Regions from separate parts of the Sus scrofa genome. Here all the other regions are linked to region 1. Evidence: chromatin contacts called from public Hi-C and HiChIP or PLAC-seq data. All regions are on one chromosome and are shown on one strand. Each heading gives the region's core, a stretch centred on a gene start, on an enhancer-like site or on the middle of the called end of the contact. The rest is flanking DNA. Distances are from core to core; before and after follow the strand shown.

Region 1 (2,508 bases), core at 6-2,505:
GCTGCAGCTGCGGCCATAAAAAAGAAGAGAGAAGGAAAGAAAAGAAAAGTAGGAATCAAATTTCTGAGCTCTTTCTCTTCTATCTGATGCTGCCTGTAGCTTTGGCTGGTTGTCACCTTGTTTTCTCCAGCAGAAAGATTTTTGAAAAGTAATAGTCTAAAATGCAAACTCTAAAAGCCATACCATTCTGTTTCTGGGCTTGAGTCTTCAGGATGCAATCACATGGAGTGGGGCCTACCCTCACCACCTGACATTGTCCCCTGTCTTGAGCTTGGTCTGTGTGGCTGAGGCCTTTTCAGAAACACACTGGCTGATTTTCGCAGGACTTGATGGCTTTTCAGGCCATAGGGGAGGCGTGGTGCCGTGTGTGGAAAGAGAATGAGGCTTTGGAGTGAGTTCGGCCTGCGTTTGAGGGCTAATTCTTTCAACACTGATTTAGCAAATACCCATGTCAGGCCTCTTCTATGTCAAACCCTGCATGTGTGACCTTGGGTGGGTTATTTAACTTCCCCTAAGCCTCTCTTTCCTCTTGTGTTAAATTAAGGTACTAAACTCTTCCTTCTAGTATTGTTCTGAGATTAGAAATATGGTCTAAAACTGATTTCACACATAGGGATTGGTAAATGGTGGCTGCCATGATTTTTATTGGAAGCAGGGCTGCAAATATTCCAGAGATGAACAATATGTTACTGTTAAATTGACCAGTGGAAAACTAGACAGAGAGAGACCAACAGACAGTTAAAACATAGAAAAACCAAAGAGAAAAGAGAGAAAACTCCTGAGTAACTATCTTATTTATCACCTTTGGAGAAAACCTACGAGCAATTAAAAATGTGTGTGTGTTTAATAACAAGTAATTTAAAATGTATGTGAATACATACACATACACACTATATTCTTTATTATTTGCTTTCTTGATATACTCCTAAAATACCAGAAGTGGAAGGAACTTAAACATTCTCTGGCTCAGTGCTCTTGTTTACAAAGGAGGAAACGGGGCAAGGGCCACAGGGTCTTGCTGAGGCCTCTCTGCTGCTTCCTGACTCGCCTGCCTTCAGGACCCAGACCTGCCCATTCCCTCTCGCCATTTTGGCCAGGAGATAGGATGAAAAACATTTTTAGAATGCAGCAAAAGGTAACTGAGATGATGACTGCTCCAAAGGAATGTTATTCTAAAGGGCTTAGTTAAACGAATAAAGGCATGAAGAATTTACAAGACTCTGGCATCTGCGGGTTGCTTCGTCCCCCTGCTGGTGAGAGGGGAGAACGTCAGACCTCGGCCGTGAACGGATGAAGTTCCACAAGTTAGGTAAAGACCCCTGAGGAGCCAAGCAGAACTTTCCAGATCGAAGAGGCAAAGAGACACAGATATTTGGGGAAGCGGGTGAGGATGGGGAAGTGCGGAAACAGTGATAACACATTATTAAAGGAAGCTTAAAAAGGGACAGGGAGAGGAAGGTGTCCTTACAAAGGTTTGTTTAAGTTTATTAGACTCTCATTTTTCCACTTACGCTATTTGAAGAAAGTTTTGTTAGTTCCTCTTGTGTTTTGAGTGAGGCTGGGGGGAGGGGAAGGAAAGGATTTTTAGCTTTTACATACACCTGGGATTTTTGCATTTTTAATTTTTATAATAATTTTTAAAAGTACATTTCTTCTTAAAAACTTGTTTGGTTTCAGTATGGCCTCAGGGGCCAGACATGTTGTCTCCCCCTGGAGTTCAGAACTTTCCAGCCCATTCCTACCATCCAATCAGAGCACAGAGCTGGAGAGGGTGCTGCAGCTCCTTGGGTGACACTGCCCTCTAGAGGTCACAAGGACAGATGCGCTAGCCAGACTCACAGGCCTGTCCTGCGAGGCTAAAATCCAGACTTAACAGTCATATGACCCCGCAATCCCACTCTTGGGCATATATCCAGACAAAACTCTACTTAAAAGAGACACATACACCCGCATGTTCATTGCAGCACTATTCACAATAGCCAGGACATGGAAACCACCTAAATGTCCATCAACAGATGATTGGATTCGGAAGATGTGGTATATATACACAATGGAATACTACTCAGCCATAAAAAAGAATGACATAATGCCATTTGCAGCAACATGGATGGAACTAGAGAATCTCATACTGAGTGAAATGAGCCAGAAAGACAAAGACAAATACCATATGATATCACTTATAACTGGAATCTAATATCCAGCACAAATGAACATCTCCTCAGAAAAGAAAATCATGGACTTGGAAAATAGACTTGTGGCTGCCTGATGGGAGAGGGAGGGAGTGGGAGGGACTGGGAGCTTGGGCTTATCAGACACAACTTAGAATAGATTTACAAGGAGATCCTGCTGAGTAGCATTGAGAACTTTGTCTAGATACTCATGTTGCAGCAGAACAAAGGGTGAGGGGGAAAATGTAATTGTAATGTATACATGTAAGGATAACTTGATCCCCTTGCTGTACAGTGGGAAAATAAAATAAATAAATAAATAAATAAATAAATAAAAAAG
Region 2 (2,508 bases), core at 6-2,505, 220 kb after region 1:
TTCTTGATGGTTTGGCAGTGAGATGTGGGAGGAAGAGGAGTCCAGCTTTTTTTTTTTCTTTTTTAGGGCCACACCTTTGGCATACGGAAGTTCTCAGGCTAGGGTTCGAATGGGAGCTACAGCCGCAGGCCTATGCCACAACCACAGCAACAGGAGATCCTTACCCTCCTGTGCAAGGACAGGGATCGAATCCGTGTCATCATGGATACTAGTAGGGATTTGTTACCAATGAGCCACAATGGGAACTCCAAGAGGAATCGAGATTAACAACCAAGGCTTGTATCTTAAACAAAAGGAAAGATACTGCCATCAACTGAGGTAGGGAAGACTTTGGGAGGGACAGGTCGGGTTTTTGGCCTGGTGGAGGGTGGAGGGAGGGAGTTCCAGGCAGAACAGGAGAAACGAGGAGCCCAGTTCCTACTTATGTTACGTTCGTGACGTCTGTCCAAGCGGAAACATTGAACAGGACGTTGCCAATACATGTTCGAAGCTCAGAGGAGAGGCCTTGAGCTGGAAACCTATGAAGTTGTTGGCAGAATTGGTATTTGAAGCCAAGAGAGTGAATACATTGTGAACAAAAATCAGGAAAGGGAGGCAAGTGTGTGTTGGGGGGGGTGTGTGTGTGTGGTTACGTTACAAAAGATGGCTAGAGAAGGGTCACATGTTCCCTTTCAGAGAAAAAGAGAGTGCATAAAGGAAAGGAGGCAGAAGGCATCCGGTTGCAGGCCCTCGCAGCCAGAGCTGGGCCGGTGAGGCACACGTGAGCTCCGAAAGTCCCGAAGCCTGAAGGCCGGCTTCCTTTCCGTCAGACTCTGCCCGGGGGCCCCGGCTCTCATCAGCTTCCTGCCGGTTCCGAAACTCATCTAACGGACATTTCCAGCTTCTCCCCAAAGCTAAGGAGTTGTAGCGGAAGTCGAGGGTGCGGGACCAAAACGCAGATTTCATTCATAGTACAGAGCTCGACTACTTCAGGGCCGACCTCGATAACTGGAAACTCGTAAAAGCAACACAATCACAACTTTTCTAACGAAAGCGGAGGCCGCAGGCTTCTCCTCTGCGCAAGAGCGGCCTCACAAGCGTCACCCTGAGGTAACAGCCTTTCTCCACAAGCTCTCCATGGAGCCCCCCCCCGGGGGGGGGCAGAAAGCCGCCCCCACTACGGGTCGAAGGAAGGGTCAATTCACGCTGAGCGAACAAGGCTGGTTAAGCGCCACAAAAGGTTTTGCAGGGCGGGGCGACCGGACGACACTCTCTTGCTCGCTCCCATTGGCTGTGGTCGCGAGGCTCTCCTCAAGGACTGGCCACTGGAGAAGCTCGGAGTCCGGTAGCAGCCCGCCTCCCGGAACGCGCGTGCGCACACTTGGCGAGCGCTCTCCACACTGAGCAAGCGCGGCCTCGTGTCCGCTGGAAGGGCGGGTGGAGCAGCGCGAGCTGCGTCCCGGCGCTCGGCTTTCCCTGCCGGTCCCGCCCTCCGTCGCGGTGGCGCGGTGCACCTTGGGATAGGGAGCGATCTCCGAGCGAGGCAGCAAGATGGACGCGGGATTCTTCCGCGTAAGTAGGAGCGCGGGGATCTGGGGTGAGGTGAGGGGCTTATCGAAAAGGCCCAGCAGGAGGCCTAAACTCGAGATGGGGTGGCCAGCGAGCGGAGACTTCGAAGATCCTGAGGATCCTCGTTGCCAGTGGACGCTTCCCCACTACCCTGCGGCGGGGACCGGTGCGCCCCTGCGCAGTCTCCTCCTCCGGGATCGTCCCCCCTACGCGGCAGCGACGGTCGCCGGAAAATGGCGGCGGGAATGGGCCTGAGCGGTACCTTCCCGCCCGCCTCCCTGGCAGGGCCTGCAGGGAGAGCCGCGCGCCCCACCGGGTCCTGGGGCCTAGCGGACCCGCGAGGAGGAAGTCCCTGGGGGGAGGCCGGAGGGAAACCCTGAGGTGACTGGCGGCAGGAGGGCCCTGGGGAGGACAGGTTTGGGGGTACCGCCTCAGGAGAGCGGGTGAGAGGACCGGAAGCAGCCTTGAGCCGCTTTTCTTGAGAAAGCGGGCACCAAACCCCCTCCCCCCGCGCCTCGCGCGCCCTCCCTCTTGGTCTAAGCCTTCCCGAAGGCTCCGGGTCAGAGTTCGCGGGAGCTCCCGCCCAATTTGATAGCCCTTCAGGGAGGGGAATGCAGATAATTTGTAGTTAGAACGTTTGAGTCTGAGACTCCAGGCAGAGGGTGCAACAAAAAGTATGCGCGTTTGTGGAGGCAGGGGTATGGAGTGGATCTACTCTTCGTTCCCGCTCACCGCCCCCCACCCCCTGTGAACGTTCTCTTGAAAATCTTTTTGGTGAAAAGGTTCCTCTTGATTCTCGCCCATCACCTGGAGATGGGGACGTTTTCTCGTCGTAGTTGGCCCTCAGGGCCCATACTTTTACCGGGCGCGTGCTGGACTCTTTTGGTCCCCTTTTACACTCCCGTAGGACCCATTCGAGATCTCGATGGGTGGGAAGTGACACTGATTGGACTAGAGTTT
Region 3 (2,508 bases), core at 3-2,502, 190 kb after region 1:
CACAATAGCTAGACAGACAGACAGGCAGAAGTCAGGGGGTGCTCCTGAGAGAGTCTGCCCTGGGGTCACATCAGAGGAAGGGCCACATCCACAGTTTTGCAGAGCAAATATTCAATCCCATAATCCAGCACAGGGGAACTAACTTGGATTAACTAATCAAAAAACCAATTTGTTAATTTATAACTTGTTCTGGTACTAAATGACTGCTGTTGAGCTCACGACAATTGGTCAGCACATTTTTCCTCTAGGAAAGTTTATGGGGGAGTTCCCAGGTGGTGCAGTGGGTTAAGGATCCAGCGTTGTCACTGCTATGGCACGAGTTCCCTCCCTGGCCCCGGAACTCCCTCATGCTACAGTGTGGCCAAGAATATTTTAAAGAAGAGAGAAAGAAAAAAGAAAAGAGGGAAAAACTGAATTATTCTCCAAAGGTGTCTACTTATTTAGTAGAGTCAGAGTAGAAGCATAGGGTGGACTTGAGGATTTCTGGTCTTGAGGCTGAAAGCTTGTTGCAGTGTTTGGGGGCCTGGACTGAGCCTCAGGACGGCTCAGGGCCCCTCCCTCTCCCCTGGAAGGCTGGTTTCACCTTGACTCAGTCTCCTTTCTCGGCTTCCCTCTATTTGGATTCTGAGCTATCCTCCATCTCCCGTTATCACCTTACCTCCAAGGTCCAAGTATTTGGAGGCTGATTAGATTACAGCTCTGTTTGTGTTACCTCTGCCCTTCCCAGTCACCTTGCAAAGATTCAGGATATATTCAAAGTACCACATTCACACACCATTTCTCTGGATGGGACTCATCTCTTTGACTCCTTCACCTGGAAAACAATCTAGCGAAAGGGTTGCAATTAAGAAGAACTGCCGCCCAAGCTCTACTTCCTGGTTGTGTGGCCTTGGAAGTGACTCAGCTCCCCCGTATTGTTTTCTAAGCATGAGACAGGAATAACATCTGCCCCACTGGGTGACTGTAACAAGTCAAGGACTTAGCAAAGCTGCTTGAATAGTGCCTGGCACCCAGTAGATGCTTTATAAATGGGAGCCAACATTATTATTATAAATTTCTTCTATTGCAAGATATACACTTGTTCCCATTTTAATGATTCTGAAATCAGAATATATCTTAAAATAGATGGGTCCATTAATGAGATTGTATTTTTTTTTCTCTCTCAAAACGCTGATTTGGAGTTCCTGTTGTGGTGCAGTGGTTAACAAATCGACTAGGAACCATGAGGTTGCATGTTCAATCCCTGGTCTTGCTCAATGGATTAAGGATCTGGTGTTGCTGTGAGCTGTGGTGTGGTTTGCAGACACAGCTCAGATCCTGCATTGCTGTGGCTCTGGTGTAAGCTGGCAGCTACGGCTCCGATTAGACCCCTAGCCTGGGAACCTCCATATGCTGCGGGAGCGGCTCAAGAAAAGGCAAAAAGACAAAAAACAAACAAACAAACAAAAAAACCGCTGATTTTTAAACAATTGTGCATTTTATGATTGAAGTCACCTTGGGAACAAGGCAATAAATCTGTATTCTATTATAGAAAGTGACGCATTCTTGGAGTTCCCGTTGTGGCTCAGTGGTAATGAACCCGACTGATATCCATGAGGATGTGGGTTTGATCTCTGGCTTCACTCTGTGGGTTAAGGATCCAGCGTTGTTGTGAGCTGTGGTGTAAGTCACAGATGCAGCTCAGATCTGGCATGGCTGTGGCTGTGGCATAGGCTGGCAGCTACAGCTCAGATTAGACCCCTAGCCTGGGAATTTCTATATGCCAAGGGTGTAGCCCTAAAAAGAAAAGAAAGAAAGAAAATTACACATTCTTATCATTTAATTGTAAATTCTAGGAACTGTAAATTCCTTCTTGGGGTAAGAAATCCCTTTTGAGAAAGTTGAAGGTCAGGAGATAAGGAGGCTGACCCAGGGTCACACGGCTCACGTCATCTCACTTAAAAAAAAAAAAAAAAAAAAGCTTACCTGAATAGGTCTGGAGAAATACTGACAAACTGTTTTTCCCCAGACATCTCTTCTCCCTCCTCTGTTGAACTATCCACCAGACACTTTGCAAGCTGCTTTCCCATGAGTTATCTCATGGGATTTATTTTTCCTGATAACCCTGGGAGGTTTTTTTTTTCCCCATTTGCCAAGAATTTTAAACCCAAAGAGAGAAAGCACTTGCCCAAAGTCTCCCAGCTAGTAAGTTGCAAAGACAAGACTCAAATCCAGGTCTCTTTGATTCAAAAGTCTTATATTCTTATTATACATTTAAATGCTTATTGCAGTGCCCTCTTCCCTAACCTCCTGGCTCAAAGGAAACAGATTCTTTTGCGAGCTGAACCAGAGGAAGACAGGCTTATCCCTGGGTCTGCGTGAGGTCAGGGGTGTAGTGTCCACACTGGAAGTGGGGCAAAGCCACTTTGGTAGCCTCCCTTGTGCTTCCATGGTTGTAGCCAAAGGGTCTCTTTTCTAAATCCATTCAAGCGCTAAGGATTCCTGCTTCATTCCCTTACCACTTAGGTC
Region 4 (2,508 bases), core at 6-2,505, 180 kb before region 1:
CTTTCTTTCTTTCGCTGCACCTGAGGCATATGGAAGTTCCCAGGCTAGGGGTCCAAACAGAGCTGCAGTTGCCCACCTATGTCAAGCCACAGCAAAGCCAGATCCAAGCCGAAACTGTGACCTACACTGCAGTTCAGGGCAACACCGGATCCTTAACCCACTGAGCAGGGCCAGGGATTGAACCTGGGTTCTCATGGATACTAGTTGGGTTCGTTAAAGCTGAGCCACAATGGGAACTCCAAATGTTGGCTTTTAACATTAGTATTAGATTATGTACAAGAACTCTTCGTGTTTTTAAATTATTAGGCTAAGACTAGGGAGATATCCTGGGAACAATTTTGCTGGGGTTTGGCAGTTGTGTCCTATTCCAAGGTATTTTGTACCCTGTAAACTTACCGGTGGCAGCTCAGAAAAAAAAAAGGGGGTAGGGGCTGGATGGAACTTCCTACACCCAGCCGGGAGAAAGGGGACACACACACACACACACACACACACACACTAATGCACACCCTGCGAGGGCAGGGCACTTCTGTTTGAATTTCCCTACTAGCAAGGGTCAAGTGCGGTATTTTTTATTTTTATTTTTGGTCTTTTTGTCTTTTTAGGGCCGCACCTATGGAGGTTCCAGGCTAGGGGGCTAATCAGAGCTACAGCTGCCAGCCTACACCGCAGCCACAGCAACGTCAGATCCTTAACCCACTGAGCAAGGCCAGGGATCGAACCCACAACCTTATGGTTCCTAGTCGGATTGTTTCCGCTGCGCCACAACGGGAACTCCAAGTGCGGTATTAATGAAGGGATCAGAGCCTTTAGGAAACCTTAAAAAAACACTTTATAAATAAATACAGCTGACTTTAGAACCATCGTCTTGTTTCCTGATTACCTGAAGCTGAGCTGGCATTAGGAAACGTGATCAGTTTCTTCCCGGAAAGGACTAGACAAGAGTCTGCTTGGTCCTCGGAAGAACACGGGTGGGAGGTGGCCTCTGCCGATCCACACGACTCAGGTTGCTGCGCCCAGACCCCTGCCTAAGGCACTGTCTCCCGAGCTTTGGCTCCGAAGGTGGATGCCGCCCGGACGGCGCTCCCCGCGGCCCCGCGCCCGCCCCGCGGCCCCGTGCCCACCCCGTGCCCTTACCTGGAGCGGACTGAAGCAGGCATAGGAGTAGAGAGGCCCAGCGGCCAGCCCCCGACATGCCGGCCGTCCCGCGGCCAGGGTGGGACCCGTTCCCACCTCCCGCCTCCCGTCCCACCGACTGCAGGTGACGCGAACGGCAGCCAATGGGAGGCCAAGCCGTGGACCCGCCCCTCCGGGACGGGACTCCACCCGGGCTTCCCCTGGGGCCGCCCCTAAGTCCCCAGCAGTTCGTTCTGCCTCTGCTTCGTTTCGTTCTGCGGGATCGGGGTGGGGGTGAGGTTCAGTAAATGCGTGTACAGAGTGAGGTGAGTGGAAGAAAACTGGTTTTTTTTTTTTGGCCACACCCGCGGGATATGGAGGTTCTCAGGCTAGGGGTCGATCTGGTGCAGGCCTACACCGGAGCCACAGCAACGCGGGAACTTCTGGCTCACCGCAATGCCAGAAACTTAACCCACTGAGTGAGGCCAGGGATTGAACCCGAGTTCTCGTGGATGCTAGTCGGGTTGGTTAACCGCTGAGCCACGACGGGAACTCCCGAAAACTGTTCATTATTAATAATCACGGCTAGGAATTCCAATAAGGGACTTTTAAGAGGGCAGAGGAGTTCAGGGCAAGTTTATGAACTGAGTCTCAGACACCACTGGCTCTATCCGAGCCTCTTCTAAGTGCCAGGTTCCAAGCCATGCACTTTCCCACATTATCGACATTAATTTCCTGGAGAATCCTGTGGGTCTGACTTATTCTCTATATCCTTCACGCGGGGCGTGGCAGCCTCCAGAGCTTAATGGGCTTGTTCCGGACATAGCTGGTCCCTCTGATGCCAGTGTGTTACTGGTCACCTGAACAGTAACCGCTTTCAAATAATGCAACCAGCCTCACCTCAGAACCGTCTACAGCCATGAAACAAGATATTGCCGGGAGTTGCCGTTGTGGCTCAGCGGTTAACCAACCGGACTAACATCCATGAGGACGAGGGTTCCATCCTTGGCTTGCTCAGTGGGTTAAGGATCTGGTGTTGCCATGAGCCGTGGTGTAGGTCCCAGACAAGGCTCAGATCCCAAGTTGCTGTGGCTGTGGTGTAGACTGGCAGCTACAGTTCCGACTGGACCCCTAGCCTGGGAACCTCTGTATGAGGCAGGTGCGGCCCTAAAAAGACAAAAAACTTTAAAAATTAAATAAAATAAAAAAGATACTGCCGAGGTGCATGTAGTGACTAAGGGATATTTCTAATGTACTCAGTAGCAGAAAAGCAAGTACCGAAACAGGCTGATTAAACCAAAAATGTGTGCCTATCGACCTGGACAGCTTCAGAAGGATGTATGCCAATATGTTAGTGGGGCTTCTCTCTCTCTGGTGAGGATTTTAAGTTCT
Region 5 (2,508 bases), core at 6-2,505, 150 kb before region 1:
GGGGCTTGTACAGGTGATGCAGGTTGGAGCTCTTACCAATGCCTGACACGGAGCCCTGAGTGCCCTGTGGATGTTGACTTGATGGAGAAATCAGTGCACTTCCTTACCTGGGCTTCCTAAATGTGGCTCAGGCCTTTGACCTTTTTAGCCCAGGCTGAGAATCACTCACTGGCAGGCTCCTCTGCCCAGACTCATCCTCATGATGCCTGAAATTCCACCATTACTGCTTCATTTCTTTGGCTTAACACTTTGCCTTCATTAAAATACAGATAGCCCAGAAAAAGGTCACCAGTTCAGTTTTCAGTCATTTATCCCTTAGTGTGAGGATATTTATCAGCCCTTTTCCTGAGAGGGATACGGGAAGAAAAAGCATGCTCTCCCATCATGCCCCTCCCCTGGGCTTGGCCTTTAGGCCCTCCTGTTGTCCCTAAAGGGAGTTCCTGGACTTCACCCGCAAGCTCTGTCAGGATCTGTTCCCCATCCACCGCTCACTCTGCATGTCCCACACGACCCCTTGGCCAACCTGGATGGCTTCTCATCCACAACTTGGGCCTTCAGGCCCCTGTGTCTTTGCTCATTCAAGTCCTATCCCTCAAATCCCAGCCCCATCTTCCCATTCCCACCCCTCACGTTGTTCTTTGCTTCTCTTAAATGGTCTCTGTGATGGTTTCTGAGCCTCAGCACTGCCGACACTTGGGACAGGATAATTCTTGGTTGGGGAGATGATCCTATGATGTGCAGGATATGTCCTGTGACATGCAGCCCCCTGGATCCTACCCACTAGCAGACCATTGCCACGCTCCCGGTGTGATAGCCCATCACGTCTCCAGACATTGCCCAGTGTCCCCTGGGCCAGGTGGGCTGAGACCCACTGGTGTATAACATACAGCAAGGGGCTTGGTGTTGGCTAGACCTTGTGTTCACGCCCTGCTTTGCTCCTGCTACGAGGGGGACTGGGCAGGACCTACCCCAGCCTTGGTTTGCTTGGCTGCAAAGTGGCCCCAGAAAGCCTGTCTCACAAACATTTCTCTTTTGGCTGCACTAATGCCATACAGAAGTCCCCGGGCCAGGGATCCAACCCACACCACAGCAGCAACCCCAGCCACAGCAGCGACCATGCTGGATCCTTTAACCACTAGGCCACCAGGGAACTCCAGATAACATTTAAAAACCATTGCTGTTGCAAGGTTCCCGTGACAGATGCTTGAAAAACCGCAGCTAAAATTCATGTGACGACAATGCCATCTGCTCAGACTAAATTCGTCCTCCCTGTTTCCTCATTTCAGGAAGTGCCACCCTTCTCCCTCTGCCCAGCAGAGCCAGGCCCCAAACTCTGGAGTCTTTCCTGATTTCTACAGCCCACATCCCTCCGCCAGCAAATGCTTCTGGCCCCTCCAAACCCAGCCCCGAGCCAGCCCTTCTCCAGACTTCCACCCCTCTCACCCCACCTCTCCAGGTGTGCATCACAGCAGCTCCCACCAGGCTCCTGATTCCACACCATTGAATCCACTGTCCACATGGCAGGGGTTCTTCCTGTAACAAACCCTCACTGTCCTGGCCCAGCTTCTCCCTGCCTCGCCCAGCCGGCACCATCCTCACTGGCCCGTTCCTGTTCCTCAGACAGAATTGTGACCACTGCTGTCTCTCCACGGCCTTGGTCACCCTGCCTGGGATGGGGGCCTCGGCACTCACCTGGCTGGTACCTTCCCGCCAATCCCACCCCCTCCCCTCCAGGGCCCTCTGGAGGCCTCGCCTGACTCCCCACCCATAGCACCCTCCCCCACCCCAGTTACACCTGGGCCCTTTATCCCACTTGCTGGTCTTCCCAGCCTTTATCATGATCAGAAACTATGCTCTTTATTTATTTTCAGCCTCGCCTATTAATAGGCTTCCCCAACCAGAATGGCTAGCTGCTTACAAGAGGGGCCCTGTCACATCCACGGCTGCATCCTCGGGGCCCAATTCAGTACCTGTCACACAGCGGGCATCCAGTAAGCACTGGGCGAAGATGGGGATCCAGCTGTAAAGAGCTGCCATCCTGAAAATGCAGCTCAGATGCCACGTGCCCCCATCCTGCCCCCCAATTTCCCTCCTCCGAGCCCCTGAGGGAGCTGCGTCTCTCTCCCTTAGCTGAGGGACGTGGCCCTTTGACTTCTTTATGGAACACGGCCCATTTCCCCAGACCCCCACGGTGAGCTGCTGGAGGGCAGGGCCCAGGACACGCTCCTTCCTCCCCACCCCCACTTTCCCTCCTATCTTTCCTTTCTTCCTTCCTTCCTTTCTTTTTCTTTTTCTTTCCTTCCTTCCTTCCTTTCTTTCTTTCTTTCTTTCTTTCTTTCTTTCTTTCTTTCTTTCTTTCTTTCTTTCTCTCTCTCTCTCTTTCTTTCTTTCCTTCCTTCTTTCCTCTCTCTCTCTCTCCTTCCTTCTTTCCTTTTTTTTTTCCTTTCTTTCCATTTTTAGGGTCGCACATGGAAGTTCCCAGCCTAAGGGTTGAATTGGAGCTACAGC

What was found. Hi-C and Micro-C count contacts between places; a contact is called where the count stands out from the background. HiChIP or PLAC-seq counts read pairs in DNA pulled down with a chosen protein or histone mark.
Region 2: an H3K27ac HiChIP or PLAC-seq map of alveolar macrophages shows a contact between it and region 1. The contact joins the promoter of SRRM1 here to the enhancer-like site in region 1. A contact is called at or near these places in 5 of 47 Hi-C or Micro-C datasets (embryonic fibroblasts, fibroblasts, heart right ventricle and 2 more) and 2 of 2 datasets of contacts at active chromatin or transcription factors (alveolar macrophages and skeletal muscle).
Region 3: a contact with region 1 is called in an H3K27ac HiChIP or PLAC-seq map of alveolar macrophages. The contact joins two enhancer-like sites. A contact is called at or near these places in 5 of 47 Hi-C or Micro-C datasets (embryonic fibroblasts, fetal skeletal muscle, liver and 1 more) and 1 of 2 datasets of contacts at active chromatin or transcription factors (alveolar macrophages).
Region 4: an H3K27ac HiChIP or PLAC-seq map of alveolar macrophages shows a contact between it and region 1. The contact joins the promoter of IFNLR1 here to the enhancer-like site in region 1. A contact is called at or near these places in 5 of 5 promoter capture datasets (fetal liver, fetal skeletal muscle, liver and 1 more), 33 of 47 Hi-C or Micro-C datasets (adipocytes, adipose tissue, alveolar macrophages and 17 more) and 2 of 2 datasets of contacts at active chromatin or transcription factors (alveolar macrophages and skeletal muscle).
Region 5: a contact with region 1 is called in a Hi-C map of retroperitoneal adipose tissue, with 2.1 times the contacts expected there. The contact joins two enhancer-like sites. A contact is called at or near these places in 1 of 5 promoter capture datasets (liver), 33 of 47 Hi-C or Micro-C datasets (adipocytes, adipose tissue, alveolar macrophages and 17 more) and 2 of 2 datasets of contacts at active chromatin or transcription factors (alveolar macrophages and skeletal muscle).

What each region holds. Positions count from the first base shown.
Region 1 is chr6:82,088,821-82,091,328 of Sscrofa11.1, forward strand. The region is part of intron 2 of STPG1 (O(6)-methylguanine-induced apoptosis 2); the gene reads right to left. Among named protein-coding and RNA genes, the nearest start is that of STPG1, 21 kb to the right of the region's middle. Within about 2 kb of position 1,256, at least 23 of the 83 cell types and tissues checked have an H3K27ac peak or open chromatin away from gene starts, as enhancers often do. A contact at or near this core is called in adipose tissue, alveolar macrophages, fetal liver and 3 more, where this site is marked.
Region 2 is chr6:82,307,937-82,310,444 of Sscrofa11.1, forward strand. It overlaps SRRM1 (serine/arginine repetitive matrix protein 1), which reads left to right and starts at 1,256. Exons shown (of 16, transcript XM_021095577.1): 1 at 1,256-1,551. The coding sequence starts at 1,531. It also overlaps the pseudogene LOC100522323.
Region 3 is chr6:82,281,264-82,283,771 of Sscrofa11.1, forward strand. NCMAP (noncompact myelin-associated protein) reads left to right here. Exons shown (of 4, transcript XM_005665097.3): 4 at 1-2,508. Among named protein-coding and RNA genes, the nearest start is that of SRRM1, 27 kb to the right of the region's middle. Within about 2 kb of position 1,253, at least 10 of the 83 cell types and tissues checked have an H3K27ac peak or open chromatin away from gene starts, as enhancers often do. A contact at or near this core is called in alveolar macrophages and liver, where this site is marked.
Region 4 is chr6:81,912,849-81,915,356 of Sscrofa11.1, forward strand. IFNLR1 (interferon lambda receptor 1) reads right to left here and starts at 1,256. Exons shown (of 7, transcript XM_021095536.1): 1 at 1,138-1,256. The coding sequence starts at 1,195.
Region 5 is chr6:81,937,101-81,939,608 of Sscrofa11.1, forward strand. No RefSeq gene overlaps it. Among named protein-coding and RNA genes, the nearest start is that of IFNLR1, 24 kb to the left of the region's middle. Within about 2 kb of position 1,256, at least 3 of the 83 cell types and tissues checked have an H3K27ac peak or open chromatin away from gene starts, as enhancers often do. A contact at or near this core is called in alveolar macrophages and retroperitoneal adipose tissue, where this site is marked.